2 separate regions of the Danio rerio genome follow, and region 2 is linked to region 1. A link is a contact called in public Hi-C data. All regions are on one chromosome and are shown on one strand. The core of a region is the stretch at or near the end of the contact, and the rest is flanking DNA. Distances in the headings are between cores, read along the strand shown. Region 1 overlaps kdrl (kinase insert domain receptor like). Region 2 holds the start of kdrl (kinase insert domain receptor like).

The links. A called contact is a pair of places that touch in the nucleus more often than the background predicts.
Region 2: a contact with region 1 is called in a Hi-C map of embryo, with 2.4 times the contacts expected there. The contact joins the promoter of kdrl here to the enhancer-like site in region 1. A contact is called at or near these places in 7 of 18 Hi-C or Micro-C datasets (embryo, fibroblasts, gastrula embryo and 2 more) and 1 of 4 datasets of contacts at active chromatin or transcription factors (caudal fin).

What each region holds. Positions count from the first base shown.
Region 1 is chr14:37,532,313-37,537,052 of GRCz12tu, forward strand. It overlaps kdrl (kinase insert domain receptor like), which reads right to left. Exons shown (of 30, transcript NM_131472.1): 29 at 4,727-4,740. Among named protein-coding and RNA genes, the nearest start is that of cdx4, 23 kb to the left of the region's middle. Within about 2 kb of position 2,314, at least 13 of the 62 cell types and tissues checked have an H3K27ac peak or open chromatin away from gene starts, as enhancers often do.
Region 2 is chr14:37,589,307-37,594,046 of GRCz12tu, forward strand. kdrl (kinase insert domain receptor like) reads right to left here and starts at 2,591. Exons shown (of 30, transcript NM_131472.1): 1 at 2,522-2,591. The coding sequence starts at 2,591.

The sequences.
Region 1 (4,740 bases), core at 1,064-3,563:
CATATCCTTGTATCATATTCTGCAGATCACACCAGCTACTTTTTCTGAACTGACAAAAAGGTAACAATATAAGGTCTCTTGAGATTAACCCTGCAAAAACATAGCTAGTCCTGCTTCAGAGCAATGTTTCAGGAACTCCAGTAAGAAACAGTGCTAAATCCATCGCTCAACTTTGAACTACATTTTTACCTGAATTTAAAAGTATTGTTTGTATCAATGATAATTTGGGGTTAAACACAGTGTGAAAAGTCCTATTGTGGTGCCACACTTGTAAAAGCTTCAACAATGTGCTGTTAGATTGTCATAGCATGATGCTTAGCAACCGACGGCCAATCACATGCCACATATTCATATGCTTTGGACATTTATGGAAGCACAAATGAGTGTATAATACAACTTCAATTGGAAACATGTCAAATTGTGCTTGAAAACAAACGAAATGAAGATGATGCCTTTTTATTCGCATCTTAATAGTTGAAATTAGGTAACATTATCTTTAAAGTTAATAAGTTTTATAGAATACAATTGTCAATATATATATATATATATATATATATATATATATATATATATATATATATATATATATATATATATATATATATATATATATAAAATGAGGATGAGCAAATATAGAGTGTTTATCTAAATAGGTCACATAAAGTCTGAAATCAGTGAAACTACCACTGCAAAATACACTAAAAATGCTGGATTCCACACAATTTCTTCATGTTGTCCCAACACAAATCAATGAAATTAACTTTCTAATTTTTACAAATTTAAGTGGGTTGAACATCCCAAAAAAACAAAGGTTATGAATTGTGTTGTTTCAACTCGTTTTAAATAAGTAGTTTAAACAAGCAGCAAAAGTCTTTCTTTTTTTTGAGTGTTTGCAAATAAGAATGTTATTCTGGGTTTTAGGATTGCAAAGTTTGAAACCTCAGGATATGAAAACCCAGGATTAATTGTTGAATGAAAAATGTGACATAAAATAACACACTTCATGATTTTGGCAAGTACGATGCGATCCTGGATTAACACCTATGTTGATCCTGGAACATCATTTTTGTTCGAAAATGTAATCCATACCTATTGCCTACCCCTAAACCCAGCCATAACTGTACATTATTCCCAAAATCAGAGATGAATAATAGTTAGACAACAAACATGTAGAAGTCCATAAACCTAACTGTAAGCTTAAACTTAACATAAATGGTAAACATGTGCCTTAATTCTGATGGTTGATCCTGGAACAACATTCCAATCAGCCAGGAACAGATCCTACTTGGTAAAATCAGGCTGGTGTGTAATAACCCTGAGTTCTTGATCCCAGGTTATATCAGGTGTGATGAAGCATTATTTCATTTGTACCATGTATGGAAACTTTGCTCTGTTTGTTGCTAGGGGTTTCAGTGACTCTTCAATTAGGGTCATCGGGTCAGACACCCTGGAGGAAGTCATTACTTCTGAATTGCTATTAATCTACAGGAGCTCCAGGGCCGATAATTTGCAGTAAATATCTTTACAGAACAGATTGGCATGTACTGTGGTTTGTACACAGTGTGATGAGAGCTGTCAGTGCCAAGCACTCCACATATGTGCATAGTAAATGTGGGAGTTCCAGGTGGAATCCAGAGGCCCAGTGTGGAGGAGACTCTTGGACATAGCAGTAAAGCTGGGGAAGGTCAAAGGTGACAGTGATTGAGTGGGTCTTTGGCAGGGGCCGTCTCTTTACCATATATACATCATTCTCTGCATGCTCCGAGTGGCTCTTTTTTCTCATGCCTGTGACCATGGCAACCGGTGCAGGGCTTTGCCAGCTGGTTGCAGGCTGTGCCCAGCTTTTTATCATATCGCACTGAGATGAGAAGGGCGCTGGACATGGAACGATGGGGGAGTGTTGACAGAGGCAAGACTGAGTGATTTAATAAAAACCTGCTGATTATGTTCATTTGCAGATCAACTCGGCTCATCAATCATAGAAAGAGACAGCCAAGCTATGTAATCTTCCCTGCTGCTGTGATTATTTAGTAGAGGAATTTAAAATTGGTGTGAATGGGGGTGCGGCGTCTTATTAAAACATGTTACAAAGCTCTCGCTTCTTCGAAACAGCACGACTGATTATTAGTCACTTTAACCCCTCCAGGTCTGAGTCATAAACCTCAAATCAGCAAGAGATTATCACTGTTTGTCTAGCTGCAGTTGGTGGTAAAATCTGTTGCACTCAAATATTAGGATGCCGTATAGTCAAGGCCTTGAATGCAATTTAGTGGATAACCTTTGTAGATTAACCCTGGCGTCTGCTTCGCTGGAAGACCATAAACTGTGTCTCAGAACTCCAATGGTTTAAAAAAACCAAGGCTAATTCAGCCCAGTGGCCTGCCGTTAATAACTTAAAAGGCCACCTTCACTTTAGCTTTCAGCACCATTTGTCCTGAGGCCCTTTTATGAACAAGTACTGCTGTCTCAGAACACACGTTAGTGTGTGGTTAATAAAGTATTATGATGTTTCAGGCATGAACTGACCAAGTTTTAAAATAGTTATCTTTTTATGCCATCTTGTTTTCTTAACTGTTAGGAATGTTTTCATCCACTCTGGGGTGATTTTGAGTCTTAATTGCGCCATAACTTTTTCTGTGTTTCAGCTAGCAGAAAAATATTTGGTGACAAAGCTTATATTGACAAAGATGTTAACCAACCTCTGTCCTGATCAAAACTACTAAATTGCTAAGACAATTACAGAATTTAACTCTTTAATTGCCAAGTTCAGAAATGATATCACTGATTTGGTGAAAAAAACACACAAAAAGACGTATTTTCAAGATAAAAAGTAATTGATAAAAGGTTTAAAATAATCTAGTCAACAAAGTCTTGGACATGTGAAACAACATTGCCTTTGAGGCATTATTTTTGATAGATTTTTATTTTTCTCCCTAAAGCCTCATTCACACAAGCGACTCAAAGCAGCAAAGCGACAAGTGACTGTTCGTTTTAACAGAGTTAAAAGTGTGTTTTTTTTCACCAAGTCAGTGACATCATTTATGAATTTGGCAATTAAAGAATTAACATCCTGTCATTTTCTAAGCAATTTAGTAGTTTTGATTAGGACTGAAGTTGAAAAAAATATAGATAAATAATAAAATATTAATCTGGTGCATTTTAGCAGCAGTTTGATTTAGTGGATGCTTTCATCTTGGACCAAACAAAAAAGTAGTAAATTTGAACAGTGCACAAAGACTAAATTAGTCATCATTAAATAGATTTAGGTTTTATTCAAAGCTTGCATTCTGTACATCTTAAAAAACATTAATTGGTAACACTTTTAGTACCAATTCACACCATTAACTACTGGCTTAAAGGGCATCTATGGTGAAAAATACACTTTTCAAGCTGTTTGGACAGACATATGTGTAGATATAGTGTATAGACCGTCATATTGGGGAGATATAAACATACCCAGTCCTTTTTTTTTCAATTTAACAACATAAAAATGGTGGACCAATTGGAGCAGTTTTCAGACCGACCGCAACTTTGAAGTAGGAGTGCGTAGTGTCCTACCAGGCCAATGCCTAAACCTAACTACAATATTACAAACTATTATTAAGCAGATAAATAGTAGTACTTGAAGTAAAAGTCTTAATTAATGATTTATTAATAAAAGAATTGTACGTTATAATAAAGTGAACAAAATATTTTTCAGATCTGTAAAAAAAAAAAAAAAAAACAGGTTATTGGTAGACTTTTTACAAGAAAATACAACTCCAGTCTTTCCGATTCAAAAACATTTGCTACATTTTCCATTTTCTTATTAAGTACAACCTAAATAATTTCGGTCATTCTTAAACATTCTTTCAAATATGTCCAGGCCTAATCTGGTAGCACGTACAGATTCACGACTATACATTTCTAATGCAGCTCATTTTAAGTCAACGGATGCTATTAAAGCTATGCAATTAAAATGTCACCATGGATCAATTCTCCATTAACATCTAGTTTCATCAAAGTACAAATCAAAGTTAGTTTAAAGCCATTTCAACTTCCTATTTTTCAGTTTTAATGAATAATTAGCTATTATCATTATGTTAACATTATAACTTGTTATAATCATAATTGTTTATATAATTGTTGAACCACATGACTATTAGTCCATTAGTAAATACTGTCATTACAGTGACAGGTTTGACATCATCAACTCTACATCATGTGTTTCAACTTCCAGAACTATTAAATACATATTAGTAGCATAATACATATTGGCACCCATATTATAAAGCGTTGGCCCCAATTCAAATCACTTGTTGTACAAGATGGCCATATGCCATATCTATAGCCTTGCTTATTCAGAGATGGAGTCAGAGGCCATTACAGTTCAAGCGTTACAAACAAAGATGCTAGTCACCAGACCTTACAGCCAGCTTTAACAAGTCACACGCCCAGCCCAGCTTTTGTAGTCTGGCTGTTGAGATTGTCACCTTAGGCAGTATCTCTCCACTGTGCCATTGTCTCAAAGACTCTCACGCAGGCACGTCTCTCAAAGAAAGGCGCAGTGACTGGAGTCGTGTGGAGATGTGGGGGAGAAACTGTATGACAATTGTGTCATCCACATTCCAGCCCGGTGGGAGGGTCTCCAGGGCATATGCCGGCAACCCTTCCCATTCCTGTAGTCCTAGACATGGACCAGGAGAAGGCCTAATGAATGAAACGGAAATGAATGTACTGTACTTACGCTCGGGACATGAA
Region 2 (4,740 bases), core at 1,341-3,840, 57 kb after region 1:
AGCTATTTTTTTTTCGATAGTCTACAGAACAAACCATCATTATACAATAACTTACCTAATTACCCTAACCAGCATAGTTAACCTAATTAACCTAGTTAAGCCTTTAAATGTCACTTTAAGCTGTATAGAAGTGTCTAGAAAAATATCTAGTAAAATATTATTTACTGTCCTCATGGCAAAGATAAAATAAATCAGTTATTAGAAATAACTTTTTAAAACTATTATGTTTAGAAAATTTGCTTAAACAATCTTCCCTCCGTTAAACAGAAATTGGGGGAAAAAATAAGAAGGGGCGTTAATAATTCGGGGGGGCTAATAATTCAACTGTGTGTGTATATATATATATATATACATATACACACATATATATATATATATATATATATATATATATATATATATATATATACATATACATATACATATACATATACATATACACACATATATATATATATATATATATATATACACACACATATATATATGTATGTATGTATGTATGCGTCTGTCTGTCTGTCTGTCTGTCTGTCTGTCTGTCTATTTAGTTTTCTACATTTTTATCCTAATATAATCTATACATTTTAAATGAATTGATTCTTAAAATTACTAAAATGAAAAATAATAAATAAACGGTTTTGTCTTTAAAAGTAAACCTGATTTGACTGCTGGACTGATCCATGATTTGGGGGACACATTTTCACAGATGTAATAATTACTGTATATAATTTTATTTGTTATACCCATACCATAGAAAATGTGATAGAAAACTATATTTTATATTACAGAATCTTCTAGGCACTTATTGGGCCCCCCCATATTTTTGGGGCCCTAAGCGGTTGATTACCTAGCTTATTGATTAAATCCGCCCCTGGTTACGAAGCACCTAATAAGTTTAAATAATAAGTAATTATTCATGGTATTTAAAAGTGCCCACAATATCATTATTGTGCATGCTCATTATCACAATACTGAACTGAGTATCGGCATATATCTACAACATACACTTGTTAACGTGACATTAAAACCCCTATTTTTGACTAATGGATTTACCATACATCCCTGACATATAAAATATAATAGCATACTCTTCCGCTCATCCATTGTGTCAAGATAGGGCGACTGACACAGATTTGGAGTAGAGGAGCAAGCAAGGAGTCTGGGGAAGGAATCTTTACTCAGGTAGCGTGTCACATTTCCGTGACCTCTACTGCCAGAACAATTCCAGGGTGCCTCCTGCCTCTCCATCCGCTTCCTTCATGTGTCTTTCCCACGCTCAGCGCAAGGACAGCGAAGGAAATCTACTTGGAAACCTTGTAGACAAAGCCTGAAGACCCAAAAAGTCATAGGGGGAGCAGTATTTCCTCTGTTTGGACCAGAGTAAGAGCTCCTGTTTGTTTGGACAGCAAGAGGAAGACCTGTATCTGCAGTGCACAAGTGCTGTCACAATGAACAATGGCATCCACCTTTTACTATCCAACTTAAGGAGATGCAGCCAGAAAACCAATCAGCCAAGGGTAAACAATATACGTTCTACTGTAAACACATATTCTCTTTTCAAACTTGAGAACAACACCGGAACTGGGGATGAGTCCAAACTGCTCGTTCACAATAAAATGTTTTGCATGTTAGCAAAACAGACCTGATGTTTCAAACACAATACATATTCATTCCTTGAATAACTAGTGCCAGAGGATGGGTGAATGCTCCAACCTACAGTTCTTCTCTGACTATGCAGACTGTTTAATAAACTGACCATACGTTTGGACCCCATAACCAAACGTCAGTAAAATAATTTAAGCCCCAGCAGGGAAAAACAACTCTTGTGTGCTTCTTGAGTGGTTAATTTACTATCAGAGTGGAGAACACTCACTCCTAAAAAATAAAAGTTTCAAATGAGGAAGAATCAATCCAAGTTCCCCAAATAACCTTTCAGAGAACAACTTTTAGCTTTAAATTCAATGATCCAAAGAACATTTCAGACCATAAAGAAACTTTTGTAAAATCAAAAGGTTCTATTGATGTAACAGGTTCAGTAACCTACAATGCTGATAAAAGCCAATATTAATAAAACCAATAATCACACAAAGACTCACAACACTTAAAAATTTGGAACCCAATAAAGATTTTACAATCTGACACATATGATCCCAAATTGCACTTCAACAATAACACGATACCAACATCATAAAGACTAAAATTATTTAGTTTTTTTCTAGATCAAATTAAGTGCTTTACAACCACTATTACAACCATTTATGATCCGTCATATTGTAATATGTTTTTATCATATAACAATCAGAACAAACAATAAACTTATCTATTAATCCGACGCGATAAATAAGTGGTAGGACTTTACTATAGCAGTAAATGTATTGTTACCATCCTTACTTGTTATATGCATTTACAATGCAGATCAGCTAATGTAGAAGACTGAACTTTAGTCCGCATCTGTACAACAGCAGCCGCAAGAAGCAGCTGCACTCAAAGCGCGTAATAATCACAAAAAGCGCACACTTACCATGTGAAATACAACTAAAAAGCACGTGAAGAGTGAAGAAGGCTTTGACTGAGGTTTTAAGAGGAGTCATTTTGTCTGTTAAAATAACGTCCCGAATGATACTCCGTATGTCACTTCACGTTCGGATGCGGCTGCAGTAGTCCAGAACTTAATTTCTCTTGATGTATGATAATATGCTTATAGTTCCTGTTGATATGATAGAGATGGTTCTTCGGTGACGTGTTAATAGTTAAACACCTCTCAGTGACTGTAAAGTATCGCGCAGGACTGCGCCTGCCCCGGTACTAAGACGAATGGAGAAACTCCACTGACTCCACAACTCCCGAGGGCAGGTGCGACCGCTGTCCGTCCTTCCTAAAACCGAATGAATGAAATTTCCAAAACTACACTATGTAGTGAAGGTGTAACAGCCATTTATCTATCTTCACACCATCCCACTATACCTCTGACTTTTCTACTGGGCTTTTCCCTCTCGAAGGCTTTATATGAGTGAAGCGAGGACGGAAGGACGCAACGTCACCATAGTAACCCTGCAGCGATACTCGTAAAGCTACGTGTACTGATTTAACTTAATCGATAGGCTATCTACTTATTCAGGCTAAATGACTTGCATAGAGTTATTAGGAACATACCAACACAAGACCAACAGAAACAAGAAATACATCATAACATTTTTATACCCATCAAAGAAAAAAACATGAAATATGCACTATAGTAGACTGAAAATACAGAACTCTGGTCACACTTTATAATAAGGTTTTATTGTTGACTGTATTTACTAACATAAACAAAACCAATACAGCATTTACTAATCAGTTCAACATTTACTAATGCATAAGACACAAATTCCTCTTTTTTAACATTACTTAATTCAGAGTTAATTAACTAAGAATGAACAACTGTATTTTCACTAACTAGCATAAACAAACAATTAAATGTATTGTTCATGGTCTGTTCGTGTTAGTGAATGCATTACTAATACAACTTTATTGTAAAGTTTTACTTGAACTGCTATTAAAAAGTATGGCCTACTATAATAAGAATATGATCGATTTAATAAGAATTTACTGGAAATTTGATTTAAAAAGAGTTAATGCATATCATACATCACATACATCATGGGTTGATTTTTTTAAGTTACATAACTCATTCCAAGTGTTTTTAAATTACTGCACATATTATCTCTCTTTCTCTCTTTCTCACACACACACACACACACACACACACACACACACACACACACACACACACACACACACACACACACACACACACACTCTCTCACACACACACACACACACACACACACACGCACAGTACTATTATCTCTTCTACAACAAATAAAAATATTTGTAATGTATTTATTGAAGAGGGTTCATTCCGCTGTAGCGAACCCTTATAAATAAGGTAGTAAGCTAAAGGGAAATTAATGAATGAATATTTATTAAAATATTTAAGATATTATTTTATCTTGTTTATTATAGACTTAATATCTGCACAACATCACTTAAACTAGAATCACTTTAGCATAGCCTTTCTAGCAAAAATCAGATTTAGTGTTAGAAAATGAATGAATGAATCAATATTTGCTTTTTGGCTTAGTCCCTTTATTAATCTGGGGTCGCAAAAGTGGAATGAACCCGCAACTTATCCTTATTATACTCTAAGAAAAAAAAAGATGAATTATGCACTACATCAAAATATAAAGTAGACTAAAAGTATTCCATATCAAAACAAACTGTAAAAAAAAACAATATTTTTTATTATATATTTTTTTTTAAATTTAAGATACTGTACGCAAAAATATTGCACAGTCCAATAATCTCTTCTTGATCACAAAAATAATTTTTATTGTATCACAAAAACTTATTTTTAATATATTTATTGAGTAAACTGTAACATTAATAGCATTTGGTACTATTTAAAAGTGTCTTCTTTTGTCTTGTTTATTATAGACTTAATATCTGGACAATATAACTACGATCACTTTAGAATCACACTTCTAGCAAGAAATCAGGCTTATTGTGTTAGTGTTTAATTAACAGAAAATTAATATGAAATATTTCTTAGTAAATTTTTGCATCACAATTTTTTTAAATCAAGGTGCAACGTTGCATTGTCTGATTACATAGCATTCAAAATACACTGGAAAAATATTTACAGTTTTTTTTTTACTTCAGAAACAGGATGTGCAGCTAATTTTATATCAGAGTAAATAA